3 separate regions of the Muntiacus reevesi genome follow, and regions 2 and 3 are each linked to region 1. Evidence: chromatin contacts called from public Hi-C data. All regions are on one chromosome and are shown on one strand. The core of a region is the stretch at or near the end of the contact, and the rest is flanking DNA. Distances in the headings are between cores, read along the strand shown.

The links. Hi-C and Micro-C count contacts between places; a contact is called where the count stands out from the background.
Region 2: a contact with region 1 is called in a Hi-C map of muscle, with 13 times the contacts expected there. The contact joins the promoter of BLOC1S6 here to the promoter of AFG2B in region 1. A contact is called at or near these places in 2 of 3 Hi-C or Micro-C datasets (blood and muscle).
Region 3: a contact with region 1 is called in a Hi-C map of muscle, with 6 times the contacts expected there. The contact joins the promoter of SLC28A2 here to the promoter of AFG2B in region 1. A contact is called at or near these places in 2 of 3 Hi-C or Micro-C datasets (blood and muscle).

Annotation. Positions count from the first base shown.
Region 1 is chr7:62,651,516-62,654,215 of mMunRee1.1, reverse strand. AFG2B (AFG2 AAA ATPase homolog B) reads left to right here and starts at 1,414. Exons shown (of 7, transcript XM_065941434.1): 1 at 1,414-2,564. The coding sequence starts at 1,470.
Region 2 is chr7:62,507,670-62,510,369 of mMunRee1.1, reverse strand. It overlaps BLOC1S6 (biogenesis of lysosomal organelles complex 1 subunit 6), which reads left to right and starts at 1,416. Exons shown (of 6, transcript XM_065941471.1): 1 at 1,416-1,594. The coding sequence starts at 1,513.
Region 3 is chr7:62,808,041-62,810,740 of mMunRee1.1, reverse strand. SLC28A2 (solute carrier family 28 member 2) reads left to right here and starts at 1,401. Exons shown (of 19, transcript XM_065941467.1): 1 at 1,401-1,967. TRNAH-GUG (transfer RNA histidin (anticodon GUG)) reads left to right here and starts at 1,951; the gene lies at 1,951-2,022. It overlaps TRNAH-GUG (transfer RNA histidin (anticodon GUG)), which reads right to left and starts at 1,288; the gene lies at 1,217-1,288.

The sequences.
Region 1 (2,700 bases), core at 165-2,664:
AAAACCAGCCTGAACATCAGGAAGTTCACGGTTCACGTATTGCTGAAGCCTGGCTTGGAGAATTTTAAGCATTACTTTACTAGTATGTGAGATGAGTGCAATTGTGTGGTAGTTTGAACATTCTTTGGCATTGACTTTCTTTGGGACTGGAATGAAAACTGACCTTTTCCAGTCCTGTGGCCACTGCTGAGTTTTCCAAATTTGCTGGCATATTGAGTGCAGCACTTTCACAGCATCATCTATTAGGATGTGAAATAGCTCAACTGGAATTCCATCACCTCCACTAGCTTTGTTCGCAGTGATGCTTCCTAAGGCCCACTTGACTTCACATTCCAGAATATCTGGCTCTAGGTGAGTGATCACACCATTGTGATTATCTGGGTTGTGAAGATCTTTTTTGTACAGTAGTTTTGTGTATTCTTGCCACCTCTTCTTAATATCTTCTGCTTCTGTTAAGTCCATACCATTTCTGTCCTTTGAGCCCATCTTTGCATGAAATGTTCCCTTCGTATCTCTAATTTTCTTGTAGAGATCTCTAGTCTTTCCCATTCTATTGTTTTCCTCTATTTCTTTGCACTGATCACTGAGGAATTCTTTCTTATTTCTCCTTGGTCTTCTTTGGAACTCTGCATTCAAATAGGTATATCTTTCCTTTTCTCCTTTGCTTTTTGCTTCTGTTCTTTTCACAGCTATTTATAAGGCCTCCTTAGACAAAGAAAGAGTAAAGACAGAGACATAGAGAACAGCTGTGCCAATACCAAGAGGGAAGGGTTGGGTGGCAGGAATTGGGAGATTGGGATTGACATATATACACTATTGATGTTATGTATAAAATAGATAACTAAGGAGACCCTACTCTATAGGGAACTCTACTAAATGCTCTGTGGTGACCTAAGTGGGAAGGAAATCCAAAACAGAGGATATGATTCACTTTGCTGTACAGTAGAAACAACATTATAAAGCAGCTATACTCCAATAAAAATTTTTAAAAATTACAAAGCTGTTCTTGAGAAGTCTGAATTTACAGTCTTTGTTCTTCAAAGATAGTAGAAAGCAATAGGATTAAGAGAAAGAAGAAAACAGGGTTTAATTGATGATTTCCCCATCTCAGGATCTCCTCTCAGTATAGTTTCCTGGTTCTTTTTAGGTTGTTCCGGCCTAGAAGCTGGAAACAGACAGCAGAGGTCATTAAGTGACTATGGACTCCAGAATTCACTCATAGTGTCTGCAAAACTATAAAGAGGGCGACGAGATTTCAGCAAAGCTAACACCGTGGCAAAGTAGCCTGACGGACCCATCATTGTCTAACTTAGTCTAACTTCCTATTGGTCCTTTCCACCTATCAGGGACTCGCATCTGCGGCTTCCCTGGCGCATGCGCATCACCCGCTTCCGGCCGCGGTGTGCCGGTCTTTCCGGCCCGGTGGAAGTCCTACCTTATTTTCCTGGGTTTTGCGTCTTTCGTGAGAAATGGCTCCGGACTCGGGTTCCTTTCCCGAAGGACCTCCCTTAAAGCTGCTACCCGTAGATGCTAGGGATCGAGGCACCCAGCGCTGTCGTTTGGGCCCTACCGCCCTCCGCGCCTTAGGCGCCCATCTGGGCTCGGCGGTGAAGATCTCGCTACCCGACGGTGGCTCCTGCCTCTGCACCGCCTGGCCGCGGCGGGATGGAGCGGACGGCTTTGTGCAGCTGGACCCGCTGTGCACTAGCCCGGGGACTGCAATGGGGGCGCCGGGGTCTCGGGGGATTATTAACCTGAACCGATTCCGCTTAGTGCCCTGCCCGCCACTTCGGCACCTCGCGGTGTGGCCGGAGTTGCGGGAGCAAGCGGGCGCGTCCGGTGCCCAGAGTACAGCCGCGGTGCTGGAAGCGGTGCAGGAGCTGCTGAGGAACCGTCCAGTCTCTCAGGGCCACGTGGTGGCCGCTCCACCAGGCGCTCCGGGTCCAGTGGCCGCCCTGCACATCGTTAGCGGAGCGCCCAGCCCGAATCCGGCCGGGCTGGTCACCCCTCGCACCCACATCAGTCTGAGCGAGGTCCCTCGGTCGGAAGAGGAGCCGCAGCCCGAGGTGCCCCTGGGGAGGCTTTCGGAGGCGGCCGACTCGCTGCGGGAGCTCCTTCGCCTGCCGCTCCGCTACCCGCGCGCCTTGGCCTCTCTAGGGCTAGAAGTGCCACGCGGGGTGCTTTTGGCCGGCCCCCCGGGAGTGGGCAAGACCCAGCTAGTGCGGGCAGTGGCCCGGGAGACGGGCGCGGAGCTGCTGGCGGTGAGCGCCCCCGCGCTACAGGGCTCCCGGCCCGGGGAGACGGAGGAAAATGTGCGGCGGATCTTCCAGCGCGCCCGGGAGCTGGCCAGCCGCCGTCCCACCCTCCTCTTCCTGGACGAGGTGGACGCCCTGTGTCCCCGGCGGGGCGGCCCACACCAAGCCCCTGAGAGCCGCGTGGTGGCCCAGGTGTTGACGCTGCTGGACGGCATCGGTGAGGACCGCGAGGTGGTGGTTGTGGGATCCACCAACCGGCCGGATGCTCTAGATCCAGCGCTACGCAGACCTGGGAGGTTCGACCGAGAGGTAAAATGCTCAGCCAGTTAGCGCGTTACCCCTGAACCTGGCCTCATGTGCCCCTGGTTGGCTGCCCCGAGGCGTTTCCCACTTAACTTTGGAAGTCAGGGAGACTGGAGTGGGGCTTTTATTTTATTTTATTTTA
Region 2 (2,700 bases), core at 167-2,666, 140 kb after region 1:
AAAGATAGTGTGTTACTTTATTATTCCTATTACTTCCCAAATGTTATTATTAACAAATAACCACAAACTTAAGGCAATACAAATTTATGTATTATCTTAGAGTTCTGAACGCAGCGCCTTAGACCGCTCGGCCATCCTGACGGCAATCTTAGAGTTCTGTCGGTGAGCAGTCCAATACAGATCTCACTGGGGTAAAACTGAGACATGGCTGAGTTCCATTCTAGAGGCTCTAGTGGTGAATCCACTTCCTTGTATTTTCCAGCTTCTAGAGGTCACCGCAGTTCTGGTCAGTAACCCTCATCCTTTACTTTCGAAGCCAACGTTGCATCTCTCTAGTCATTCTTCATAGTCACATCTCCTTTCTAACGCTCTTCTTCTGCCTCCCTTTTCCAGGATTGAAGGCCCCTGAGATACTTCAGATCCACTCAGTAACTTCGGATAATCCATTTTACAGTCTCAGGGACTAGCAACCTTAATTACCCTTTTGTAGTGAAACAACATATTCACAGGTTCTGGGGATGAAATCTGTGGACATCTTTGGTGAGGGCATGTTCTGCTTACCACAGGTAGTAAGGAGCACCTAATCCTGAAAGGAGAGAAGGCCAAAAGAGGAAGCTGTGTGAATGCACTAGTAAGGTAATTGGGGAGCAAGTTTCTGAGGTTTGACAAAGAATTCTCATTTTTTTTTTGAAAACAGATTTGCCTGTTGAATAGAAAACTGTTTGGACAGACGATTTGGGGGTGCAACACTAGCAGGCCACTATTACAGTTTAAGTGAGAGGGTTTAAAGTAAGGAGGTAATCATTTTATTGGTCTGAGGCAGCTCTTGCCCATTTCTAACTGTTTTTCATAAAAATTCATGACATCATCCCATAGGATCTCAGTAAGCGCAGTTTACGGTAATTTGGCTGAATTTGTTCAGTAGATATTAACAGATGCTGCAAGCCAGACCTTACATCGTTCACCTACAATCAACAAGAGAGATGAATCTTGATAAACTCCTAGTTAGCAAGGCTGAAGAGAGATAAACGTGAATTTTTAATGCGTTCAAATTGCAGTCCTTAAGGTATTTTCTTAATAAGGACACAAAACGGAGAAGCTGCGACTGGCCTACTGATCAAAGTCCGACTGCTGGCCCAGGCTCAACATACAGCTCGCTGGTGTTGGAGACCAATCTAGCCCCTTCCAGACACCGCCTCTTTCATCCCGCTCCCCGACCACCAGAGTCGGGGACTCGAGGCCCGCGGCTGCTGACTCATCTGACTCCCAGTCCCCACCCCGTTAGCACTTCAGCTCGAACTCTTAGAAGCGCCGGGGGTGGGGGAGGATAAAAGGGTGTGTGTGTGTGGGAAGGCCCGCGGTCACGTGCCCAGAGCCTGCCATCTTCCGCTTTCGTCACTTCCGGGTGCGACCGTCGCTTCTGTCCGGGTGGGCTCTGGACGCACTCGGTGCTTCCTCAGTGCGTCTGACAGTCTGTGCAACTGCCCCTTCCCTGTTCCCAGCGGGAGGGACATGAGTGTCCCTGGGCCGCCTTCCCCGGACGGGGTCCTGGCAGGGCCACCCGAAGGCCTGGAGGCCGGGGACCTGACGCCGGGTAAGTGCTATTGGGCGGGGCGGGCGGTCTGACCCAAGTAGGTGGGTCTCCGTGCTGCCCAACGGGAGTAAGTTGCTTTCAGCAACTGCTGACCCGAGACTCTGGCCGCGGCGTGGAATAAGGGAACCTTGCCCTGTTGGCCTTCCTACCTAGAGGAGGGGGCGGGAAACGAGATCTTGCGGGTGGAGGCGGGGTGGGGAAAAAACGGCGTTTGGGGTGCTGTTGGTGGGGTTTGAGAGTGAAGCCATTGTGAATTTGCTTAATGACTCCAGCACACTGTTGGTTATTTGTTACAAGTTAGTGGTTGAAGATGGATTTGCCAGGATGATTGGTTTGTTATTCAGAGAGCTGAGGTATCCGGTATTACTGACCACTCATTCATGAAATGCTTGTCTTGCTTGTTGACCTTATTGCATCCCTGTTTCTCTAACAGTCTTTCTCAACTCGAATTCAAGGAAAGATTTAAACCTGAATGGCCTAAGGCATCTATTGAATGTAATGAATCGACTTGTTCTGCATCCATAATGGTACTATGTATGTGTATGTACCGTCCTTGGGAGAATTGAGAAACAGTTTCTGTGGTCTGTGGTTCAGATGAGGAACCCTAGATAAGAAAGGCTGCAGGACTTTGGATGTGCCTTTACTTGTACTTCCTGTTCCAGAAATATAGACCTTACCCCGAAATAGTGCTCAGGTCTTTCTTGGTCGTGCTTTTCCTCCCTGATCTCCCTCTTCACACCTTTAGAAGTTGCTTCTATAAATATGACTTCCTTGTATGTAAATGCAGATCGGGTCTCTCTGCTGCTTGCTCCTGCATCTGCTTTCTGCATACTTTAACATGGTCATTTTGCCCTAATCTTACCCTACAGCATGTACTTAAATAAAAGTAGATGTCTGATCCTATTAATGGTGCCAAGTCATGAGCTCTTGAAACTCTGACATTATTCTTAACTCTTTCCTCCCACCCCTGTCTATTCCAGGGGATTCTACCCTACAAGTTCCTTCTCCCCTTTGTATTGTCACCCTTTAACAATCACAGGTGTAAGGCCAGTCCACCTCCAGTCTCTTATTCTCCCATCCCATCTATCACACTGCCACATCACTGC
Region 3 (2,700 bases), core at 152-2,651, 160 kb before region 1:
ACGGGACTGACCGGAGCTCAGAATGTTCACAAGCTGTGTAGCTCGTCTTCCTTGGAGGAATCCCATCTGCTGTGCCCTCGAGACCCTTCCAGCACCGAAGACCGGCAGAGGGGCGCTCCTCAGGGCTTCTCCTCCTTGTTGATTCTCCGAGTGACCGAACGGTGCCTCTGAAGGAGAACACCCCCAGAATTGAACTGGCCACTTAGAAGGGACTCCATGAATGTATCTCAATCTGCTGCTCCCCTCATCTGCAGCACCCCCTTCCTTGCTTTCCTTGCTCCCCCCGACGGCATTGACTCCTCCGCTCACCGGTGCTTCCGCCGGATCCGGTGCCATCCTCTGTTGTGTCCTTGGGCGCAGCAGGGAGGGAGCCCGATTTTCCTTCTCGATACATCAGAGCTCTCGTCCCCACGGCGCCTAGAACCAGGCTGAGTCCACAGTAGGCAGTGGCTTTTTGCTAAACTGAGAACGTGCCACTGGTTCTAATGAGTGAATCCAGAGGAACCACCCGTCTTTCTCCAGTGTCGTCTGCTCTAATCACTGTCCCCCTTCCCACCCTGCAGAACAGCCGGAAGGATCCTGCTAAACCCGAATGGAGTCTCACCCCTCTAGCTCTCTTCCCAACCCCCCTGGACTGCGGAGCCTTTTCCAGCTCATCTCGTGGACTTCCCTTAGTGTCGTTTCCATTTCTTAGTTATTTGCTTTCAACAGGTCCTTGAGAAGCGCTTAATACTACCTTTCAGACCAGGGTCTGTAAGCGTCATGGGGATGAGATAAAGAGAAGACCTGCAAAGAGGAATTGTCTTTGTTCCATTCCAAGACCTTAGCTCACGAGATTATCCTGGCTGCTTGCTGCTTGACAAATTCCCTTTCTGCCTTACTTCCAAGGTCACTTCTTCTGCGAAGACTTCTATTACCGGAAGCCCATTTCCAGTGCCGCTATGGAAATTTATACATATGTCAATTTTAGCACTTTGCCTCTTGAGTGTTCTGTGCTTTGTTTGGGTTGTGCCGGATAACGTGTGTAGCCCAGTGTAAGCGGAAGCCTATATTCTTTCGAAATCCAGTGTAGCCAGACCTGGCGTAAATATCGTTTCTGTCACAAGGGGATTGGGATCCATTTTCGAGGAAATTGTCACAAACTGAAGATTTAAAAAAAAAAAAATGGAGGAGAACGCTAAAATGCAGCCCCGTTGCCGTGCCACTGCTTTCGCAATGCCGTGACTCGGATTCGAACCGAGGTTGCTGCGGCCACAACGCAGAGTACTAACCACTATACGATCACGGCGAGCTACTAGGGACTTGCGCCTTTCGCTTCTCGCCTGAGCTCTTCTCTGTTTGAAGCCCCGCCCCCTGGCTGTGACATTGCTGATTTCCGCCCATCTCAAACTTCTCCTCGCTGCCCGTGCGTACGCAGGCGCACTGTCTGTCAGCTGTCTCAATATCAGTCCGCACTCGCCCGCGGGTCAGATCCCGCCGCTTCACTACCGCGGTGCGAGGTGTCTTGGAGTTATCTTACCCCGCATCTCGAAGGAAGTTGTGCTGTAGGCCCGAACTGATTTTCCTTCTTGTGAGAGTTAAGAGACAGTCCCATTCCCAGCCAGAGCCTGTTCAGACAGCACGAGCGCCAGGGCAAAATGGGTGTGAGAGGAGACCGGCGCCGCCATTCGGACGACCCGCAGGCGCAGGCCTCACATCCCTCAGGCTGCGTGAGAGTCCGATTCGCAGGCCCGGCGTCCCAGGGGTCCTTTAGTTTGCAAAGTACTTTCACGGTCCAGGCGGACGACCAACAGAGACTTCGGCCCGGAGTCTACGGCGCCTCTACTCCGCTTCAGGCTTTGTGCCAGAACCAGAGGGGCCGATAATGAGCGACTTGGGCAGGCGAGAGCGGCGGCCATCTAGACGAGGACGACACTGGGTGACGCGTTGCTCGCGGCGTCCCAGTAGCTCGCCGTGATCGTATAGTGGTTAGTACTCTGCGTTGTGGCCGCAGCAACCTCGGTTCGAATCCGAGTCACGGCATTGTGGCAACAATGGCACGGCAGGGGCGTCTTTTTTTAGACTTGGAAAGCCGTATTCTTCTGCGGTTGTTCAATAACTGCTTCTTGACATTAGGTCAGGGCTGAAATTATATTAATAACTCGGCAAAAAGTGAACCCAGGGGCTTCAGTGAGTCGGCCAACCGTCATCTTCTGTGTTATGAGACTGTTTAATTTGGGGAGGTTGTTCCGTCTGGTACTCATTCTCTTTCCTCATTTGCTATCAGTGGTGAAATCATAAATTGGGTTCTCTAAAAAAGCCTCACATTTGCTAGTCAATACTTTGGAGTGCAGGGATTATAGGAACACTGTGCAAACATATATTAAGAATTAGAAGCGTGCAGATTAGACAATACACTGTGACTAGCGAAAAATCTGGGCGCTCTGGACGGATTGGTACCTGTAGCCACTATGAGGTTGCAGAAGAGAGTTTGTGGCCTCCGTCTCCTCAGCCTTCTAGGTGGGAGGGCTTGTTGTCCTTGAGAATTTTTTTTTTCCTAACCTACCTCAGGTTTAATACAAATATTATTCGTTACTTTGTTTTGTGAGCACTTTATCCAGGTTCAGCTGATTTAAGTCTGCCATTTGGCAATAGGCAAACGGAAGTAAGTTTTGGAGTTGGCTTTCAGGTTGGCTGGGCAGCGGCTGTATCAGTGTCAAG